Regions from separate parts of the Mus musculus genome. Here regions 1, 3, 4 and 5 are each linked to region 2. The links are chromatin contacts, called in public ChIA-PET, HiChIP or PLAC-seq and promoter capture Hi-C maps. All regions are on one chromosome and are shown on one strand. The core of a region is the stretch at or near the end of the contact, and the rest is flanking DNA. Distances in the headings are between cores, read along the strand shown. Region 1 holds the start of Fabp3 (fatty acid binding protein 3, muscle and heart). Region 2 holds the start of Adgrb2 (adhesion G protein-coupled receptor B2). Region 3 holds the start of Lck (lymphocyte protein tyrosine kinase). Region 4 holds the start of Serinc2 (serine incorporator 2). Region 5 has its middle 15 kb from the start of Gm46724.

Region 1 (2,700 bases), core at 16-2,515, 320 kb after region 2:
AGCGGCACACAGCTGTAACCCAGGAGACAGAGGCAGGAGAATCTTTAGTTCAAGGTCAACCCCTGCTACACATTGAGATGCTGACTTGGTAATAATTAAACAGAAACTGCTGAACTAAGGAATAGGCTCCACTGAGGTTCCCTTACTCACCTGTAAAAAGGGGATGATACCACCTACCAACGAAAAAGTTGAGTGTGACCATGCCCTGAAGTAGGCTACAACCATCAATAGTCGGGTCTTATTTAATAACGTACTTTAAGGTGACAAGCAGTCTAGTGGCAGAAGTCAGGGGAAAAAACTGACTTCAGCAGAGGGTCGCGGCTTTCCGGGAGTTAAGGTGGCCGAGGCCGGAAGAACCCTCTGAATAGACAAATTGTCTTCGCGGAGTGAAGAACGACCCTGGCACAAGCTCAGAGGTCAGTAAATAAAGCCTGAAGCGCTTTCAGGCAGCGGCGACGGGTGGGACTGCGGAGAAAGGCGCAGGCGGGAGACATTCCGCAGGGAGGGGCTAGCACGTGTGGGGCTAGCATGAGGGAAGCAAGGTCACGTTCTCCGCCAGCAGGTGAGGCGCTGGGCAGCTCAGCCATCCGCGGTGTCCAAGGCAACTCTTTTCCACTTGTCTGGTAGGAGCAAGAGGGCTCAAAGGCCACTAGACCATGCTCTCTGTCCAGGCTCCAATTCTTTTTTACTTACGGCGACCGCGTCATTCCTCTCCGAGCCTCTGAGCCTCTTCTACAAGAAGAGGACATAGGACCGTTGAGATGGGTTTTTGGGTAAAGGCCCTTGCTGTCAAGCCTTGACAACCCCAGTTTGATACGTGGGACCCACACGGTGGAAGCAGAGAAGGGACTCCCGCGAGTTACAACGAACGCCCCAGTCTCCCACCCCTTCCCCATAAGTACGCCTACACGAGCATACACAATATAAGAATAAAACCACAGCGAATTAAAAAACAAGGCGGCAGAAGGATCAAGCGGCGTTTCTCCAGCGTGGCACCAGCTCAAGGGCGAGTTTCCTTTCAGTATGGCCGGGGGATGCTCTACTTGGGTTGCGGGAAGCGCCCCGCAGCCAGGCCAGGGATGGGTTAGATGGCACCAACAGGACCGCGGGCGCCGCTGACGTAGGCGACGGGAGGGCTGTGGGGGATGGGCCCCAGCCCTTTGCGGGAGTGCAAGCCCCGGCTTCCTATTTCGGGAGCGAGGGGTGTGGGCCACTTTCATCATGTGATGCGAGGGCTATTTAAAGAGGCTGTCCAGCCGGGAGCTGCGGTTCTCAGTGCCTGCTCGCCTCCTCACTCATCGCACCATGGCGGACGCCTTTGTCGGTACCTGGAAGCTAGTGGACAGCAAGAATTTTGATGACTACATGAAGTCACTCGGTGAGCGAACGAACGGCGCAGGATCTAGGGTCAGGAGGGCCGGCAAGGCGGTCTTGGCGCTGAGCTCCCAGGGGGAGTGCCCCCATGTGCCTCCCGCAAGCTCCTAGCCAGTCCAGACAGGGAATACTGAGGTGCGGAGGGTGGCCTGGGCTGAAGCCACTCCACTCCACCCCACCCCACCCCGGCCTCCTGGGAGGGGGGTGTCGCGGTCCAAGCTTGGCGAGCCTCGTAGCTGGAGGGGAAGGGTAGAGGCAGCTGTGGCCGCAGAGGTCCGGGATGGGAGGCTTTCTAGGAAGCAGTGTAGGTGATCCGGAGGTGGAAAGGGGAGGGAAAGAAGGGCGGGAGGCTGGCCGCAGGAGAAGGCAAAGAGGAGCATGGTGGTCCAGAAATTGAATTCCGAAAGGGAATAGAGCAGATAGGAGTGTACAGAGCCTGGAGGAAGACTAAAGAAAATCAGTGAATTCCATCTGGGAAGAGGTGAAGATACAGCCAGGCAGTCAGCAACAAGCCCTACCCCTCCATGTTGGGGTAGTGAAGAGGCCTCTCTCTGGAAGATGCCCTGGTTCTCACCAGCCTGACCTTCACCTACAGTGTGTGCAGCCACCCCTGGGATCAGTCGGAGACGCTGCTGCTAGAGCAGGGCAAGACGACCACTACACATAGGCTTCCCGGCCGCACCAGTCGGCCACCGGATCAGTGCTGGGGATAGGGTGAAGAAAGCCTGGGATCGAGCAGAGGGTGTCAGAAGAAAGGTGAAGAGCTATGAAGGGAGAGTGTGGCTTGGGGCTGGGGAAATTGTGTGGTGTGGGCGGTGACACAACGCCTTTAACCAGCACTCTGGGAAGCAGAGGCAGGTGAATCTCCCGAGTTCTAGGCCTGGTCTATACAGAGAGAATTCCAGGACAGCCAGGACTACACAGAGAAACCATGTCTTGAAAAAAAAAAGAAAGGAAGAGTCCCATGATTTACTTAATAGGAAGACAGCTTGGGACACATGAGCTCATCGCCTCATAGGAAAGCCCAGGATTTCTTTTTGAAGACTGAACTAGAGCCTTGTGCATGCCCCCTACTGCTGAGTTATACTCCCCACTCACACACACACACACACACACCCTCTTTTTACTCTGTGTAACAGGTTCTCACTAACTTCCCCAGGTTGGCTTTGATCTTGTAACCTGCCATCTCGGCCTTCCAAATAGTTGAGAACCCAGAACTACCTAGAGTTCTTCCCATTTCAACAGTGGGGAATGTCACATGAACCACTTATCCAAGACGGCCCCAGCCCTTCCTTTCTTGCCTTGAGCTTAGATAAAGACCTCTAC
Region 2 (2,700 bases), core at 70-2,569:
CTCACAACAAATGTCACCAGGACAGCTTTAGGGGGGAGGGACAGAGGGAAGAGACAGGAGAAGTTCTCTGCCTCTTTTTGGTAACTCCTCTGGGAAGAGGTGGGCTTTTCTCATCTTGCCACAGCCTGTAGGCGACAAAAGTCGAGTTATGGTGGGGGCGGGGGAGGGGAAGTTAGCAATGAATGGGCCGTGGACCACCTTGTCCTTACAGGACTGGTCCCTCCACGTGTGTGAACCTTCCCAAGTATGTCCCAAAGTCATTCCACCCTCGTTGCAAAGCTGCCCCCTGCTGGCTTCTCTGCCCAGAGTCATCGGATTAACCTACTTGTTTTGGCTGCTGTGGTGTGTCCCCAGTCGGCCCACCTTCCTGATGGCAACATGCCCAGGCCACAAACAGCCTGACCAGAGCCCTGAGCCATGGACATCTCTCCGGGTACCGCCTGAGCCGTGTGGGCTTAGGCTCCACCCAACTGTTCCTCGGCACAGTGCCAGGATGGGGTGGGTCTGTGCATCTCTGTGGCTTCTACACAAACAGATGCAACATGGGGGCGCCCCTGGCACAGAGAAAGGCACTTGTGGGAGAAGAGACTTGGGAAAACATGTAACATACTGCACACGTGTAGCATCCCCGTGCCTAGGGACATACAATATCACAGCGATGAACACCAGAATATGCAGTAAACATGCCACGCTGCGGGGGTATGTGTGTTGCTTCTATACCCATAGCATGCTACACACATGTGGCACCTGTGAGCTTCTACATATAATTCTTAAGGCACATGGAAAAAGCAGCATGCATTCAGGACCTGAGCGCATGTCAATGCATATGTGCAGCATTTGCATGCACCCAGCCAGGCAATATTGCAGTGCACACGCAGGGCACCTGTATGCATATATAAAGTTCAGTGCACCGAGTGTCACCTGCATGCACAGGGACACGCAATGCAATATGCACTGCATAATGGGGAGGGGGGAGAAAACGCTTTAGCCTCCACAGCTCGGGAGACCCTGGCTGCGCTAGACGCCACTAGTCTGGGGTTTCGCTGGAGGGGTATCACCGGGAGGCTCACTCTGCAGTCCAGGCGGTCACAGGCAGGGTGGGGGCTTACCCTGGGCTTCTCCCGCGCCGGCGCCTGGGGCCCAGGGTGGGGAGGGGGAGGGCGCGCTTGGCTCGGCTGGCGCTGCTCCCCCTTTAACAGGAGGCGGCGCGCGTCGCCCCCGCCCCCCCGCCCCTTCTCCCGCGGCTCCTCGCGCCCGGCCCGGCGCGCGCCCCCTCCCGGGCCCGGCCCGCGCAGGCGCCGCGTCCCGCCTCGGCCGTCACTCGGCCCGGCGCGCGCTGCGGGCAGCGGCCGGAGCGGCCGGAGGAATCCGGTTCGGTGGCAGCGGCGGCGCTGGGAGGCAGAGAGGAGGATGCGGCACCGGCGATCAGAGGCTGGGGCTGCGGCCGCCACCCGCGAATAGGAGGCGGCGCGCGGCGCGGGCGGTGCTCGGGGCGGGGAGCGGGGGGCGGCGCGGCGAGGAGGCGGCGGCGGCGGCAGGAGCCCGCGCCCGGCCCGGCGCCCGCCCGCCCGCCCCGTGCAGCTCCGCGGTGCTTGCTCTGCACCCGCCGCTCGGCGGAGCGGGAGCCTCGGGCCTCGGCGCGGCTGCGGCGAGCTGCCCTGCGCCCAGCCCGGCCCCCGCCTTAGGGATGGCAAACTTGCGCCCCGCGGCCGCCTCCACTAGCGCCGGCCCCCGCTCCTGCTGCTGACGGCGCCCAGGTGAGTGCTCGGCCCCAGACCCCGGCCGGCCCCGCACTGAACCCTCGCGCGCAGTCCCGAGTGCCCGCACTCAGGGTGCTCCGTGAGCCGGTCTTGCTTAATTCTCCTCCGGCCAGAACAGAGTCTGTCCAGCGCTCACCCAACCCCCGTCTTAAGAGGGACTCCCGAGGCCCGGGCCGAAGCCCCCTTAGTCTCCCGCGAACCCCTTTGCTACCCCCTCCCCCAGCCTGGACCGACCCCTTGCCGTCTGTGTCAAAGTCCCCCACCTTTAGAATCTTGACCCAGACTGCCACACCGCTGTCGCGAGTCTTGCCCTGTCTCGGCCAAGATCCCAGCAGTGCGCCCCCGGTCTTGATTTGAACCCCCTCTCCAACCTGCAGCTCGACTGTCCTCCCCCCTCCCCCATCTCCCCTCCTAGTCTGGCCGCGGGACTCTGGACCTCTCCTCCACTCTGCCCGGAGTCGTTTCGGTCCCCAACTGTGTCTGCTAGTGCCCTCCCCCGCGCCTGCACGGCGACCATGCTTCCCCTCTATTTCTGCCCCGAGTGCCCCTTCCCCCATATCTGCCCAGAGTCCCGCCTTCCCTTTCCAATCTCTGATGCAAGTCCCCTCCCCCTCAGCCTGGAATTGGGGCCGTGTCCCCCTTGCTCCTCCAAGCCCCTTTCCCCAGGCCGTGATCTCCATCGAACCCGCATCCGACTCCCGCGTTCGTCTTTGGCCGGACACCCGCCTCCCTCCCCCCGCATCCTTATCCTCCCACCACCGGTCTCAGAGCCAGGCACCAGACGCACTCTCCTGCACCCCCGGGGGCTGGCATGATTTGGGGGACTGGAGGCTGTGAAGTTGGCGGCCACTCCTGCAGTCGGCTCGGTCCGAGAGCACAGCAGCGGGAAATCCTCCGCGCCACGGCTAGTGCAGAACGGGCGACCAGTCTGTTGCCCGCG
Region 3 (2,700 bases), core at 41-2,540, 410 kb before region 2:
AACCCTGTTGGATTCCTCTCCCAGTCAGCACAGGGCCAGCCTAGAGGACTGCAGTTCAAGGACAGATGAAACACCGGAAGAGCCAGTGTGTTTCCTGCCCCTGTAAGGAGGCAAGGTCTTGGAAGAGGCCAGCATATGCTGACAAGATGGAAAATCTGTGACATAAACATCTACGGTGAGGCAAGGGAAACCTGGACAGTCAGTGGAGGAAGAGACCGTCCTCCAGAGTTTAGAGTTTGACTGAACGAATGGGTGGTGGCTGGTGACAAGATTCTGGGCCTCTATCCTTTAGGGTCTGAAGGAAGAATCATGAAGGCCGACATGAACACACAAATACAGCTGAGTTAAGACAGGATGGGGACAAGGGCAAAGGCAAGAACATCCTGTCCTGACACTTGGCAGGACAGGAGCGGTGACTTTCCAGAGGGAAGTTCAGAAGTTCTTGCCCTGCTCCAGCTATACCCAGTTCAGGATAAAAATAGTCTTTCCTCTTCCCTTCTCCCATCTCGTTCACTACCAACTTCCCCGGGGAACACACATCCATTCTGGATAAACGCCCTACACATATCTATCTGCTTCCTTACTGACTCCTCTGTGTTTCAGGATGCTGGTTGCTAAGGCTGCCGTCGATTCTCATATGTCCACCTGGATCCCATGGGTTACTCTTTCATCTGTTTCTGCCACTTGGGTCTGCCTTAGGGACCTGGGGACTGATTCCTGGGGCCCTGCCCTCAGGACGGTCCATCTCATCACCCTGTGTGCCACAGGCATAGAAGGAGCCCAGGTCAAGCCTACACCCCCACGCAAGGTCCTGCTTTGCCGCGGACCATCGTGAGGAGGTATGGGTTAAGACAGGGTCACAGCCACCTTTGGACCTCAGAAACCTCATCCTCTGAGCTCAAGGAACTGGACAGGTGGCTGCTGGTGGCCTTCTTAACACTTGACATCATGTGCTGGCTCTCCCAGGAGTGTGCTCCTCCTAAGGTGGGAAATGATGGACAGCAGATGGCAGAGGCAAGAGCCACCAGCTCAGACAACCTCCAGGAAGGCATTTCTGAAAGGTTTCTGTACACCTAAGGAGCCTAGGCCTCCACAGACGCAGTGTTCTGCTGTCTGGTTCCCACCATTGCCCCCTTCTACACTGTTGTTCCCAGTACCCCTTACCTGCCCAGCCTGGGAGCCTTCTGGCCTATTCACATGATGCTCCTAGCCTGGCTTGGCTGCCTGGACCCGGTGTCAGCTCCCCTCGCCGTCGTAGTCACCACCTGTCTCCTCGCGCCCACGTTCCACCCTGACTTCCTGTCTCCTGAGGGCTCTGCAGCCAACCCAGCCCCAGCAACCCAACCACAAGCCTCCAGCACCTCAGGCTTCCTGCTGCCATAGACCTAGACCCCCTCAGCCTCTTGGGTCCCATACATCTCTAGGCCAGCTTCTACTCATACTGAGGGAGGCACTTAGGGAGGAAGGCTGTGTGTGATGGCATAGGTCCATATTCCCAGCGTTCTGGAGGTGAAGACAGGAATGGCTACATACAGAGTTCCAGACCAGCCTAGACCCCTCAAGTCCAATCATCATCATCATCGTCGTCGTCGTCATCAACCAATGAGAGGATTTTTTTTTAACGCAGGGACTCACCGTGTTGCCCTGACTGTTATGGAATTTGCTATGTTGCCTTGAACTCACAGAGATTCACTTGCCTCTTCCTCCCCTTGAAGGTCACTAAACATGGTGGGGAAGGCTGTTTGATGGAGCACTCCTCCTACCCTCCAAGATACTCCTGGGTAAGAGAAGAGAGCCTTTGCCCCCGTGAGCAGAACACAGCAGCTACAGTTTAGCTCACAGGGAAGGAAATGGCGCTGCACTCAACTCCAGCCGTGCTATGTAAGAACTGGGTGGCCTTTAATTTAGCCGGACAGCCAAAGGCATCTCTTGTTCAGAGTTGAACCTGGACAGCATCTATCTCTGTTAGATAGTTGGTGACAAGGTTATATGTACTATAGTAAAAACAGCAGCCACATTCACTGGCAGAGCCGTATCCATGTCATCCTGTGCCTAAGGATCGACTGTTGACAGTCTGTTTCAGGAGGAAGACAAGAAAACCTCATGTCTTAAGGCCCTAGTGACAGGCTGGGGCATGGTGGCATAAGGCTTTAATCCCAGCATTCCGGAGGCAGAGGCTGGCAGATCTCTGCAAGTTTCAGGCCAGACTAACTTATGCAGTAAGTTCCAGGACAGCCAGAGCTACATAAAGAGACCCTGTTTCGATAGATAGATAGATAGATAGATAGATAGATAGATAGATAGATAGATAGATAGATGATAGGTAGATGGATAGATAGGTAGATACACACATACATACATACATACACACATACACACATACATACATACACACATACATACATACACACATATATGCATACAGAGATACATAGATACATAGATGATAGAGATAGATACATAGATACATAGATAGATACATAGATACATAGGTAGATAGATACATACAAACATAGATACATACAGAGATACATAGATAGATACATAGATGATAGAGACAGATAGAAGATAGATAGATAGATAGATAGATAGATCGATAGATAGATAGATAGTAGATATAGATAGATAGTAGATAGATAATAGATAGATAGATAGATAGATAGATAGATAGATAGATAGATAGATAGATAGAATAACAGG
Region 4 (2,700 bases), core at 62-2,561, 290 kb after region 2:
CAAGAGAGGACAAGAGCTGTGTCCAGGGACCCACGCCACTGCCTCCCCAGACTGAGCTCACTCTCAGAAAATGGCTACAAAGAAAACCTCTAGATGCGCAGCTCTCTCCTGGGCACCCGCTCCTAACACGCACACAAATCAGGGACAAAGGATGCAAGTCCTGAACGAACCTTCCTACAGCAGCCAGCCGCGGGAGCCCTCTCCGCCCCTCTTTGTGTGGGGCCAGAAGGGGAGGGAGCTGTCTGAAAGAGCCTCAGATTTAATGAGGGGAAGAAGGAAAAGAAAGGGGGCTGGGGAAGTGGGGGCCTCCCGGCCGGTTATGGCCGGCCGGGTCCCCTCCCCTGTGCTGGTTGCTGCCCCAAAACAGAGCTGGCCTCCCGCCTGGTCCCCAACAGTGGCGACCAGGTGGACACACGCAACCTCCCTCAATTTCTGGATCTTTCCAAATCCAAAGTTTGGCACAGGTAGTCAGTGACAACCGACACCAACCTCGCTCAAGAGCGGGATGGGGGGGGGGGGGCTCCTGCCCACCCTTCTTACCCAACCCCCATCTCCTTTCCAGCTCGAGCTGGAGGGAAAGGGTCCAGCGCTTGCAGGGGGGGTGCCCTAGAGTGAGCGGGCCAGACTGCGCGCCGAAAGAGGATGCAGACGGAGCTGGTTACGACGACGTTCAGACAGACAGACAGTGCCCGAATCCTAGAGAAGTGAACGGGACAAACACAAAAGAACAGACTAAGCCAGGCGACAGGGGCAGACAGAATGACAGACGCTCTGCCAGAAAGACAGTAAGCTCAGCGGGGCCGGGACCCTACCAGTTACACAAAGAGTCCCGCGCCCTGGAGAGAGACGCGCCACGCAACCTGGGGGTGCTCTGAGCTGGGGAGCGCGCAATGGCCGCGGGGCTCCCCGCACCCGCTGCCGGCCTCAGTATCCCGGTTCTCGGAGTGACGGCGCCAAAGGCGCCCGGCCGCGCCCCACCCCTCCCCCGCGGTCACCCGAGCCGCGACACCAGCTGTCCAGCGCACCGCGGCCGAAGCGGAGCAGCTGGGGGATGAGGATAAGAAGGGCATCGGTGGGGCCTCTGAAAGGCAAGTTTGGAGGAAGCAAAAAGAAGAAAGTACTTGGAGGAAGAAGGTAGAGAAAAAGTGAGCGGGGCCGCGGCAGGGACGAGGTGGGCACTCACGCAGCTGAGCAGGGAGCAGGCCCCGAGACAGGCCCCCATGGCGGTGAGGGGCGCGGGGCTCGGGGCACCGGCCTCGGATCCCGGATCCGGTGGGACTCCAGGCGCTTGGCTGGCCCCACCCCAAACCCATCCCCGCCCCAGCCCCGCCCCACCTGCCGAAGCCGCTCGTCACTTTCCGGCGACGCTCGGGGCCTCCTAGGACTCACCTGGGACAGGTACTGGCGCCAGACATTTCCTAAAGAGGTTGAGATGGGGAAAGTCCAGCAACGACAGGGGCACAGCCCAACTCAACTCTGAGCTAGGATTGTCTGCTGAACCAAAGCGAGGATTTGGAAATACATCTGGATTTGAACTTCATAGGAGCCATTGTGTGACCGACCCCAAATACTGTCATTGTTAGAGGAAGTAAGAGGTGGTCTTCCCTGATGCCCTTGGATCTTGGCGGAAAACCTCGGCCCAATCTATGGGTGCTCAATGGTAAATTACTAGGCAAGGGGGTGGGGGGATGGTAATGTAGCTGAGTCGGTAGAGTGTTTCCAGAGAATTCATGAAGTCCTAGGTTTGATCCACATAAAACTGGGCATGGTGGCTCTCGCCTGTAACCCAGCACTCAGGAGGCAGGAATCACAAATTCAAAATTATCTTTGGCTGCATAGCCAGATCTAGGTCAGCCTGGGTTACATGGGATCCTGCCTACGGAAAGAAAGAAGAGAAGGACAGACAGAGGGAGGATAAGGGAGGCTACTTTGCTTCTCTGAGTCTCAGTTTCCCCTATTGAAACTAAAGGTGCTAACCTCATGGGGCTGTTAGAACACACAGCAACTGCTCCATGAATAAAAGCCTGTGTCATTCCCATCCCTGTTAAGGCCCCAGATTCGTACTTGTTTAGACCCTCTCCTCTCCATCCACCTTGTCTTCAAACTCTGGACCTGTCTTGGATCACACACACACACACACACACACACACACACACACACACACGAGAGAGAGAGAGAGAGAGAGAGAGAGAGAGAGAGAGAGAGAGAGAAACACAGATAGATATACAGAGAGAGAGAGACAAATACACACACACACACACACACACACACACACTGCTCAGCACTCCACACACACACATATACACATAAGAGAGACAGACAGACAGACAGAGATACACACAGGCACACACACTCACTGCTCAGCACTGCACACAGAGAGACAGAGACAGAGGCAGATAGACATACACACAGAAAGAGACACATACACACAGAGAGAGACACATACAGAGACACACACACACACACTCTGTTCAGCACTCCTCACTCCCTATCTGTGTACAGCCATGACCTCCTAGCTAAGGAGGTCACTGGGTGAGAGGGCATCCTGGCAGGTCATCCCCAGGATCGGGTGTGAGGCGCAGCAGCAGAGTTCTGTAATTATGGTAGCTCACCCCAGCCTTCTCCCCCACCAACTCTAGACCAGATAATGTTAGGGAAGGAAGTCCATAGGTTTGGCTGGCCGCAGGGGCCAAAGATCCG
Region 5 (2,700 bases), core at 123-2,622, 270 kb after region 2:
AGGCCCAGGCTCAGTCGGGCTCTGTCTCAGGCAGGCTCTGTCTGCCTCTGTCTGTCTGTCTGTCTCTGTCTATCTATCTATCTCTGTCTCTCTCTATTTCTGTGTGTGTGTCTCTTTGCCTGTCTGTCTGCCTGTCTCTGTCTCTGTGTGTCTCTGTCTCTCTCTCTCTCTGTCTGTCTGTCTCTGTGTGTCTGTGTGTCTGTCTCTGTGTGTATGTGTCTGTCTGTCTCTCTGTCTCTGTCTGTCTGTCTGTTTGTCTATCTTCTCTTCAGCTGCTGCTCGAGGGTCAGAAAGTAAAGCTCTCAGCTTCTGCTCCAGTGCCACACCTGCCTGCTTCCTGCCGTGATCCCCCCAAACTCCGGAACCTTCTAAACCTATACAAACCCTCGGCTAGATGCTTTCTTTTGTAAGCCTTGGCCATGCTGTCTCCTCACAGCAGCAGAACAGTAACTAAGACAGTTAGCCACGCATTCAGCTGCACTGCTGTCCCATTAGGCACAGTAATGGGACTCAGATATACTGGGGTTGGCTTTCCCCATCTCAGTGACATCCGGACCAGGCATAGCAGAGCTCCCACAGACATCAGGGACCCAAACTCTTCCATGTCTCCTAGGCAGATTTCCATCCACGGGTTTGTTGTTCTAATCATCCCAAGAAGGTTGCTGTAGCTCCACACACTGCTTTGAGTTAAAAGGCAGAGCAGGACCTTATAACAGAAAGGCAAACACAGTCAGCATTTTCTCCTATATCCGATTAGCTCAGAGAGGCTGCAAAGTGGCCAGGCAGCAAAGGGAGAAGGGGCTGATACAGTTAGGGTTTCCATTGCTGTGAAGACACACCACGGCCAAGGCAACTCATAAAGAAAAACATTTAATTGGGGCTGGCTTACGTTTTCAGAGGTTCAGTCCATTATTGGACAGCTAGGAGGGGGGCCTCATTGCCCACCCCCACAATGATACACTTCCTCCAATAAGGCCACACCCACCCCAACAAGGCCACACCTCCTCCAACAAGGCCACACCTCCTAATAGTGCCACTTCCTGGGCTGAGCATATTCAAACTACCACAAGGGCCGAGACTGTCTGCTGTGTAAGTACTGAGTGCAAAGCACTTTATGGCTTACAAGAAAGCTACTGTGGCCGCGGTCATGAAAAATCCAGGTGAGGTCCCGAGAGGGTAATAACACACAATGACACATCAAGGCAGACAGAACTAGCCAAGCCCAGAGCACTCCAAGCACTGTCTGTTTCAGATGTCATCGACCAGCTTTGCATTCACCCTGCCCCCCAACCCCCTTGTCACTCTGCAACCTAAACTGCAGGTGGGGCTGAAGGACAGTGGCCTGGGGACAGGACGTTGTAGTTCCTCAGACTCAAGGACAGCTCTTTTCTCAGTCCCAGTGCAGTAAGGAAGCACACCCTATCAGGGGCTTGCAGGCAACAGAGCTTCTCTTCCCAAAGAGGGGAAGTGACCAGAAAGGGATAGTGACAGGTCTACGAGGAAGAGAGGGTATGTGTGGTGGGAAGGAAGAACTGAGGAGCCAGGAACAGATGGGAGGGTGGGTGAAAGTCAGGTCACTGGGTAGCAGGAGAGGGGACAGCTAAACAGGTTCCCTGTGGGTGGAAGTCAGGTCACTGGGTAGCGGGAGAGGGGACAGCTAAACAGGTTCCCTGCCCTGGTGGGTGGTGACAACCCTACCTCTAGGCTAATGAGTGTGACACCAAGGAGACAAGGGGAAAGTCCTTCACCTACTTAGAATAGTGGCTCTTTGCTCTGCCCCTCCCCCATACCACCAGCAAGGCCCGGCCCAGCCCCTGGCACGTGGTGAGTGCATTGCTGACTGAATGATCTGAGACTGTAACAAGCTTACAACCACAACCACTTTTTCTTTTTTTGGGGGGTGTTGTTGAGGGAAGGTTTTTTGTTTTTTTGTTTTTTTGTTTTCTTTTTGTTTTTGTTTTGGGTTTCTCTGTGTAACCCTGGCTGTCCTGGAACTCAGTTTATAAACCTACCTCTGCCTCCCGGACAAGTGGTGAGATTAAAGCTGTGCACCACCACATCTGGCAAATCAACCACCTCTACAAATACACAGGCCACGAGGACACCCTGGGCATTTCTTTTCTCCTGAAGGAGAAACAAGGAAAGAATAGCAATGCATGGTGCTCTGACAACCTCACTCAGAGGATCTCGGGGGGCGGGGGTTGGGGGGGCAGGGGGCGGGGCAAGCACATCCTCCAGACCCATCCCTAGTGAGAGCCTTCCTCAGCTTCACGAAGTCCAGCCTTTATGCGCCCCACCTCACCCAGGGAAATCTGTCTAAAATACTATGTGACTCTACCACTCAGCTGTAGTCATGGGGAACATCCCAGCATCAGCTCACAGCTTTAGGCCTTCTGCCAGCTCAGTACCCCAGTAGTTCCCCTCTGTCTAGTCTCCCCACATCCCCTGAGGGAGACTGTACCATCCCGCCCACACCTATCTCCTTGATTTCCTCTGACCCCGCATGCTGTCTGCACTCCAGTTTGTACTTGCCCTTGAGCTCCTCTTCCATGGCCTTGTGTACCTCAGCAAATGTCCTCTCAGCCCAACGCTTCCTGCTCTGTTTTCAGGGTGTCTATTTGAATCCCTATACTCCCCGAAACCCTGGTGGTACCTAGGAGATGGTTGTGTCCTGGGCAAGACTATAGAAGCACCCAAACA

What was found. Promoter capture Hi-C pulls out the DNA fragments that hold promoters and counts their contacts. ChIA-PET counts read pairs in DNA pulled down with a chosen protein or histone mark. HiChIP or PLAC-seq counts read pairs in DNA pulled down with a chosen protein or histone mark.
Region 1: a contact with region 2 is called in a promoter capture Hi-C map of liver, with 4 times the contacts expected there. The contact joins the promoter of Fabp3 here to the promoter of Adgrb2 in region 2. A contact is called at or near these places in 9 of 39 promoter capture datasets (the 3T3-L1 cell line, embryonic stem cells, hippocampal neurons and 4 more) and 2 of 115 datasets of contacts at active chromatin or transcription factors (embryonic stem cells and pancreatic cancer cells).
Region 3: a contact with region 2 is called in an RNA polymerase II ChIA-PET map of memory CD8 T cells, with 8 read pairs. The contact joins the promoter of Lck here to the promoter of Adgrb2 in region 2. A contact is called at or near these places in 1 of 39 promoter capture datasets (pre-B cells) and 3 of 115 datasets of contacts at active chromatin or transcription factors (double positive thymocytes, memory CD8 T cells and pancreatic cancer cells).
Region 4: a contact with region 2 is called in an H3K4me3 HiChIP or PLAC-seq map of embryonic stem cells, with 13 read pairs. The contact joins the promoter of Serinc2 here to the promoter of Adgrb2 in region 2. A contact is called at or near these places in 18 of 39 promoter capture datasets (the 3T3-L1 cell line, 3T3-L1-derived adipocytes, the HPC-7 cell line and 11 more), 5 of 484 Hi-C or Micro-C datasets (the G1E-ER4 cell line, embryonic stem cells and nephron progenitors), 5 of 115 datasets of contacts at active chromatin or transcription factors (embryonic stem cells, forebrain and pancreatic cancer cells) and 2 of 9 other capture datasets (adipose tissue and embryonic stem cells).
Region 5: an H3K4me3 HiChIP or PLAC-seq map of embryonic stem cells shows a contact between it and region 2, with 4 times the contacts expected there. The contact joins the enhancer-like site here to the promoter of Adgrb2 in region 2. A contact is called at or near these places in 3 of 39 promoter capture datasets (the 3T3-L1 cell line, hematopoietic stem and progenitor cells and hippocampal neurons), 3 of 484 Hi-C or Micro-C datasets (the G1E-ER4 cell line, embryonic stem cells and nephron progenitors), 4 of 115 datasets of contacts at active chromatin or transcription factors (embryonic stem cells, forebrain and pancreatic cancer cells) and 1 of 9 other capture datasets (embryonic stem cells).

What each region holds. Positions count from the first base shown.
Region 1 is chr4:130,307,473-130,310,172 of GRCm38.p6, forward strand. Fabp3 (fatty acid binding protein 3, muscle and heart) reads left to right here and starts at 1,266. Exons shown (of 4, transcript NM_010174.2): 1 at 1,266-1,378. The coding sequence starts at 1,306. It overlaps Gm10570 (a long non-coding RNA gene), which reads right to left and starts at 233. Exons shown (of 4, transcript XR_868203.3): 1 at 151-233; 2 at 1-12.
Region 2 is chr4:129,983,551-129,986,250 of GRCm38.p6, forward strand. Adgrb2 (adhesion G protein-coupled receptor B2) reads left to right here and starts at 1,320. Exons shown (of 30, transcript NM_001290715.2): 1 at 1,320-1,757.
Region 3 is chr4:129,572,351-129,575,050 of GRCm38.p6, forward strand. Lck (lymphocyte protein tyrosine kinase) reads right to left here and starts at 1,291. Exons shown (of 13, transcript NM_001162433.1): 1 at 1,165-1,291.
Region 4 is chr4:130,274,275-130,276,974 of GRCm38.p6, forward strand. Serinc2 (serine incorporator 2) reads right to left here and starts at 1,312. Exons shown (of 10, transcript NM_172702.3): 1 at 1,184-1,312. The coding sequence starts at 1,222. It overlaps Gm34957 (a long non-coding RNA gene), which reads left to right. Exons shown (of 2, transcript XR_376686.3): 1 at 1-1,660.
Region 5 is chr4:130,250,204-130,252,903 of GRCm38.p6, forward strand. No RefSeq gene overlaps it. Among named protein-coding and RNA genes, the nearest start is that of Gm46724, 15 kb to the left of the region's middle. Within about 2 kb of position 1,373, at least 37 of the 459 cell types and tissues checked have an H3K27ac peak or open chromatin away from gene starts, as enhancers often do. A contact at or near this core is called in the G1E-ER4 cell line and embryonic stem cells, where this site is marked.